Linked DNA regions of Mus musculus: region 2 is linked to region 1. A link is a contact called in public Hi-C data. All regions are on one chromosome and are shown on one strand. The core of a region is the stretch at or near the end of the contact, and the rest is flanking DNA. Distances in the headings are between cores, read along the strand shown.

The links. A called contact is a pair of places that touch in the nucleus more often than the background predicts.
Region 2: a contact with region 1 is called in a Hi-C map of uterus, with 6 times the contacts expected there. The contact joins two enhancer-like sites. A contact is called at or near these places in 2 of 484 Hi-C or Micro-C datasets (adipose-derived mesenchymal stem cells and uterus), 3 of 115 datasets of contacts at active chromatin or transcription factors (astrocytes, fibro-adipogenic progenitors and large pre-B cells) and 1 of 9 other capture datasets (embryonic stem cells).

What each region holds. Positions count from the first base shown.
Region 1 is chr5:21,268,897-21,271,871 of GRCm38.p6, forward strand. It overlaps Gsap (gamma-secretase activating protein), which reads left to right. Exons shown (of 31, transcript NM_175437.3): 20 at 1,006-1,134; 21 at 1,660-1,718; 22 at 2,321-2,352. Among named protein-coding and RNA genes, the nearest start is that of Gsap, 84 kb to the left of the region's middle. Within about 2 kb of position 1,390, at least 44 of the 459 cell types and tissues checked have an H3K27ac peak or open chromatin away from gene starts, as enhancers often do. A contact at or near this core is called in uterus, where this site is marked.
Region 2 is chr5:21,498,748-21,501,722 of GRCm38.p6, forward strand. Fbxl13 (F-box and leucine-rich repeat protein 13) reads right to left here. Exons shown (of 21, transcript NM_001199632.1): 18 at 1,733-1,816. Among named protein-coding and RNA genes, the nearest start is that of Lrrc17, 43 kb to the right of the region's middle. Within about 2 kb of position 1,579, at least 38 of the 459 cell types and tissues checked have an H3K27ac peak or open chromatin away from gene starts, as enhancers often do. A contact at or near this core is called in uterus, where this site is marked.

The DNA of each region.
Region 1 (2,975 bases), core at 140-2,639:
GCTACAGACATCACCATGATGGCACTCACCAGACTCCCATATCTATAGACATCACCATGATGGCACTCACCAGACCCACATATCTACAGACATCACCATGATGGCACTCACCAGACCCCCATAGCTACAGACATCATCATGATGGCACTCACCAGACCCCCATATCTACAGACATCACCATGATGGCACTCACCAGACCCCCATATCTACAGACATCACCATGATGGCACTCACCAGACCCCCATATCTACAGACATCACCATGATGGCACTCACCAGATTCCCATAGCTACAGACATCACCATGATGGCACTCACCAGACCCGCATATCTACAGACATCACCATGATGGCACTCACCAGACCCGCATATCTACAGACATCACCATGATGGCACTCACCAGACTCCCATAGCTACAGACATCATCATGATATCCTTCAACATTAAATATACAGTAGTATAGAGTTTTATTATTTCAAAAGTGGTTATATTCTTCAGTCACTAATAATTCAAAGATTTAAAAGCCAACTAATTCTGTTTTTTGAGAGAATTTAACAATTATTGTGAAATGAGTTTATGTTATCATTTTGATTCCTGGGTTTTGGAAGTGAATAAGCCTAGAAGGGAAGCCAGCCTGTTCCAGTTGTTCTGAGTTACAAGTACATTTCTGACGGGACACAGTGTGGTGACACCACCCAGGCCAGGAGAATCGCTCTCCAGGGAGGAAATGGCTTCCTGCTGAGCCAACCAACTTGGAAGTCCTTAGTTTTGGGAAGTGAATTGTAGTTCTCTCTATTGTAAATGGGAAGAGAAAAGAGGAGAGGCTAGGCTCTCAATTTGCAACTTCTCGTGGGTGTCCCTGTTCTGTGAAAGATGGAGTTGCTCGGAAATGCCAACACCCAAGAGGCATGGAGTGAGGCATGTGGTCCCTGCTGCAGGACGGCAGACAGTGCCTGCTGTTCAAGTTAATGCTTTTTTTTTTTTTTTTTTTTTTTTTTTGTCTCCAGGTCTACGGCTTGAAGGGGTACTGGGCAAAGCTGAACTCCAACCTTGAGTACATTAAGTATACAAAACCTCACTTGCACTATCACAACAGCGTCGTGAGGAGGGAATGGCATAACCTGATCTCTGAAGAGGTGAGCACACAGCTAGCAGTGGAGGCTGGCCCATGGTGGCCACGCAGTCCTCTGTCACCACCCGCATCACCTCACTGACAACCCAGTGGGCAGGGAGGACTGCTCTATACTGTTTGTTCTTAGAGGAGGAAATTGGAGTAGGGGGAGGAAGGCAAATGTGGCTCATTTATAGTCGAAGAGCAATGAGTGTACACTGTAGTACGTAAATCTACACACATGGCAGAGTGGCATAGAACTAGACACATACTGTGCATATCCACTTCCTGATTTTGATATTGTAGTGCAGCTATATCAGATAGAAGCATTAATGGAGAGAGGATGAAGGGTCCAAGGGACCCCTGTACTACTGTTGCATAGAGTTCTTTGAGAATAAAGTTTAATTTAAAAAAATGTGCTCTCCTTAACATGGAAAATGATATTATTTTTAAACCCTTTAATAGATTGCTATTTGTTCTTGCTGTTAATAAAAAAAAGCTATCCAGGAAAATCTCACCTTCCATTATCCTGACGTGTTCTCACCCCTAGAGAACGGGCAAAAGGAGATCCACAATGTACGTGAGGAACATTCTTGAAAACGCAATGAAGTAAGTATGATCTGGCTATCATGGACCTGGCTGGCTGCCTGTGTGGTCAACTCTCAAGGAACTGCTGTCCTTGGCTTCCTGTAGACCACTGGGTGCTGGAGTGTCTAGAGGGAGACACTTCTATAGGCACACACCCTATAGAGGACCACTTATGATGGATAATGGTAAAGTCGGCTTTTATAAGTGAGTACTGGCAATGAAAGACATAGTAGTTTGATTTGCTTTAATTGTTGGTGGGCTGGGTTGGTGGAACTTGCTCTTATTTTGAAAGCATATTCTCTGGGTAGATGAGTCATCTCAGAGAACTAAAAGTGCAGGCCTCAGTCCGGCCTCTGTTCTGTTTTTAGCCTTCGTTATTTCCAATAACTGACAGCTGCAATTTTTCTAAATAATTGCTGTTGTTGGCTCTAAAGGGCTTTGAGATTCGTAATTGCTTAATGTTCCTTTCAGTACACTGATTAAAGTTTTTGAGTTTTCAGGTAGCCAGAGAATGGTTTCTGCATGGTTTTTGGGGCTTTAGAGGGGAAACATCTGCATGGTGCTGTGGCTTGAAGTTTTTAAAGTGATGCTTCTGTTGGAGATAACACAGAATTTCTTTGCAGGGTGATTGCTAGCATGGAAACGAGGACACTGGGTAAGAAAAGACCTGTGTTAAAGTCGGATCTCGGTCGCAACCTTGTTCTTCCTAACCAATGGGTTGGCAAGAAAATCATTCCCAGCAGTACAGTGGAGAGTAGTGGATGGCAACAGCTCTTAGTTCACCCTGTCAGGACGACCACATAGCTCTGTTACTGTCTGTCTTAGCACTGGGACCTCCAGGGTCAGCAGCCAAGTATGTTTTTGCTGAAGGAGTCTCTGGGTCTTCTCCTCTCACAGCTGATCTAATTAGCATGGCTGCTGGCTGTACCCACAGGGTATACTTGGCAGGAGCTGCTTTCTCTCCAGCTGTGCTCACACAAGTCTCTGATGGGCCTTCTATTTAGTTCCCATCAGGTCATACCCTGGGTGTGGTCCTAGGGGAGCAAAGATGGGCCATTGGATAAGCAGTATCGTTCAGTGGCGTGGACACCTCCTTAGAGTCTAGAGCTAGCTGTCACATGCCAACCATAAGCTAGCTGTCACATGCCAACATTGTCCTTGGGGCTAGCTTGAGGGGAGAGTATGGACAGAAGGAGCCATTAGAGAATATGTAGTCAGGGTCTAGTGTGTAGGGGACAAGAGGCCTAGGCCAGACCCCTCCCCTTCGTGGAGGATAGA
Region 2 (2,975 bases), core at 329-2,828, 230 kb after region 1:
ATTTGCAATGATGCTTAACTGCTTTGTATTTTAAATCTTTGATCTGCCACCTTTTCAATTTTTTTTTTTTTGAAAGCCTGACTGGATAAGGCTACTGGATAAGGCCCTGTGTGATACTTGTTTCACTTTTCAATTAAACTACAACTTTTACTTATAGGAATCTTTTGGCTTCTTTTCATAGCAAGTTCCATGTACCTAAGCATTTGTGATCCCTTTTATTATCAGTTGTAACCTCTCAGCCATTAGTTCTCTCAGCTGTAAAATCAGAAGAGTGCTTCAGCTGTCCCTGAGCTTCCGTCAGCCCCAGACATGCTATGCTAAGGTCTCAGCATGGGCTGACCGATGCAGCTCTTCAGTCTGTGCCGTACTCCAGCACTGCTCGAGTCATCATGGAAAGCGTCATCCGGTTTGTCCTGCTCAGAAACATTCCCACACTCCGCAGACTTCTCAGCTAACGCTTGTGGTACCCATCGCTTGAGCAATTAGCTTTTTATTCCCTGTAAGAAAGTGTCGCGCCTTTCTTCCCTTCAGTGGTTCCCTTTCTTCCTACTTAGCCTAATGCTTTCCTAGTTTGGGAATCTTTTAGCTCCCAACACATTTTTATGCGATGCTTCCAATGGGTTAACAGTTTCTCATGCGTAATTTTCATTTCTTCCTTGTCCAATGCACAACACACACTTTTGGGTAGTGTTCTGTCTGTCTGTCTGTCTGTCTGTCTCTCTCTCTCTCTCTCTCTCTCTCTTGCATGTGCATGTTCTTGCTCTCTTGCTCTCTGCCTGTCTTTGTCTGTCTCCTCCCCACACACACTCATTTAGATGCTTAAGATGCTAAAACATTTCCTTGGCTTATGTGGAGTGTGCAAGGGCTGCATGTTTCTCGGGCCACGCCTAGGGACCCTTCCCCTTCGCATGAACTCTTCCAGCACAGAGCAATCCATCTTACTCCATCACTTACTTCATGCTGTCCATTCCATCGACATACATTACAAACTATGTTTACATAACTCGACCTCCAAACTGCTAGATATCTGTATAGTGTCTAAACTCCCACAGTTTTCATGGTTAGATTATATATTTTAATATTCTCTCTTATAGAATATTTTCACAATTTGCAAGGACTCTGAGCCACATAGACGTTCCTCACTCTCCAAGTAAATGCATCTATGTACCCTATGAGTTTTACACAGAGACAGGAGAGAGTAGATGGGGAAGAAATGAGGCCACAAAGCTTCCTTGCCACCTCAGGCTACAGAGGCCTTGCTGAGAACCAGTGGAACACACTAGCCACCTTTGTGTTCCAGTGAATAAAAACACCCAACAAAAGCCGCCAAGGGAGGCTGGCCAGTGCTGGCCATGGTTTCAGAGAAACATCAGTCCATGGTGGTGGGGAAAGTATGGCAGCAGTCCTCGTGGCCACGGCATGGCAGAGAGCTCTTTTCTCACATGGAGCAGAGACAGGCCAGACCCAGGGCTAGCTCTAGCCTTCCAGAGCTGGTGAAGCTGTCTACTTTGCCACCCAGGCTGCACCTCCTAAAGGCTTCATAGCCTTTTAAGGGCTGAGTGAGCAACGTTTTAGCTTCAAACCATGACGACCGGAGTTGACTGTGCGTGAGTCCCCGTCCCGTGTGTGAGTCAGCTCCTGTTGCCCTTTTCTATTGGGACTTATAATGTTTATTCAATTGGAGCTTAATTTTTAATCTTAACCCTTCGGCAGAAAACCCTATTCATCTTACCCGAATTCCAAAGTCAGTGATGTTGACACAGTCAGACACAGAAACTTCCCTCAGTTTTCTGTGTCTGGAAAGTATGGTCATGCCCTGAAAATATAAAGATCATTTTGTAAGTACAATTTAGTATGGGATGTAGCCAAGAGCCATTTTTACAAACTAATAACATAGAAGAGTGATCATTGATAAAGGCTAAATAAAGGTACATTGTGGGTCCCACCTCTTTGTATCTAACAAACTGTGGGCTTACTTTGGTAAGAAAATTATTAGTCTTAGTTACGACTAAACCATTAAATAAAAATTTCAGTTGTCTCTAATACTTTGGTTAAAAAATGCTACAGAGTTCCAGAGCTAGAAAACTCCTAAGACATCACTTGTTTCTATCAGTGTTCAGATAAATGCTATTCGAACCAAGTGATCTGACTTCACTTGAAAGCACTTTATACAGCTAGGGAATTTGTCAGTAGGTTCTTATTCATTCCTAACAATCACAACAACAAAGCCCCTCAAAATCTTTAGTTCATTTCATAAGCTTAATTTCTGAAAGAGAAAGGAAACAGATCTTTATTAAAAGATCTAGAGGCATAAGCAACCACCAATAGCCTACTTTCTTTCCAGGTTTAAAGATGAAATAGCAGATTGCATCGCCGAGCCCTTCTGTTGCTGTGCACAGACTGTGCTATGCTGAGTCTAGGCAGTTTCCCCAAGAACTGACTGGCAAAACCTTCTGATAAACACTGATGAATTGATAAACTGGGTTACAGATGCCACCCACCTGTGTGTGTGTGTGTGTGTGTGTGTGTGTGTGTGTGTGTGTGTGTGTGCACATGTGTGTGTACCTGTGTGCACACACCTGCATGCTAGCTTGTGCTGAGGATGAACCCGGGACCTCAGGCATCGGCAGCTTCTCTGCTAAGACACAGCCTCAGCCTCTTTGCTCTTGTTTTGTATAAAGATTATTTCAGGACTCCGTCAGGTTGACACAAGCAGGATTTATTGCCAATTCGGTGACTCCAAGGCCCACCGATGGAGCAGAGTCAGAAACAGCCAGGGGTCTGTGCTTCTTGTGTTTATGCTTAAGTGCAATGTTTGAGCCATAACAGGAAATGGCTTATGCAGATATCAGATCGTGTTTTACTCCTTTAGATAACTTTCACTTAAAGAAAAAGATTTTATTTTTAAGTCCGGATCAAAGGAGAAAGCACTTGCCCCAAGCCTGTGTCCTAACTGTGATATCTCCATTTGTCTA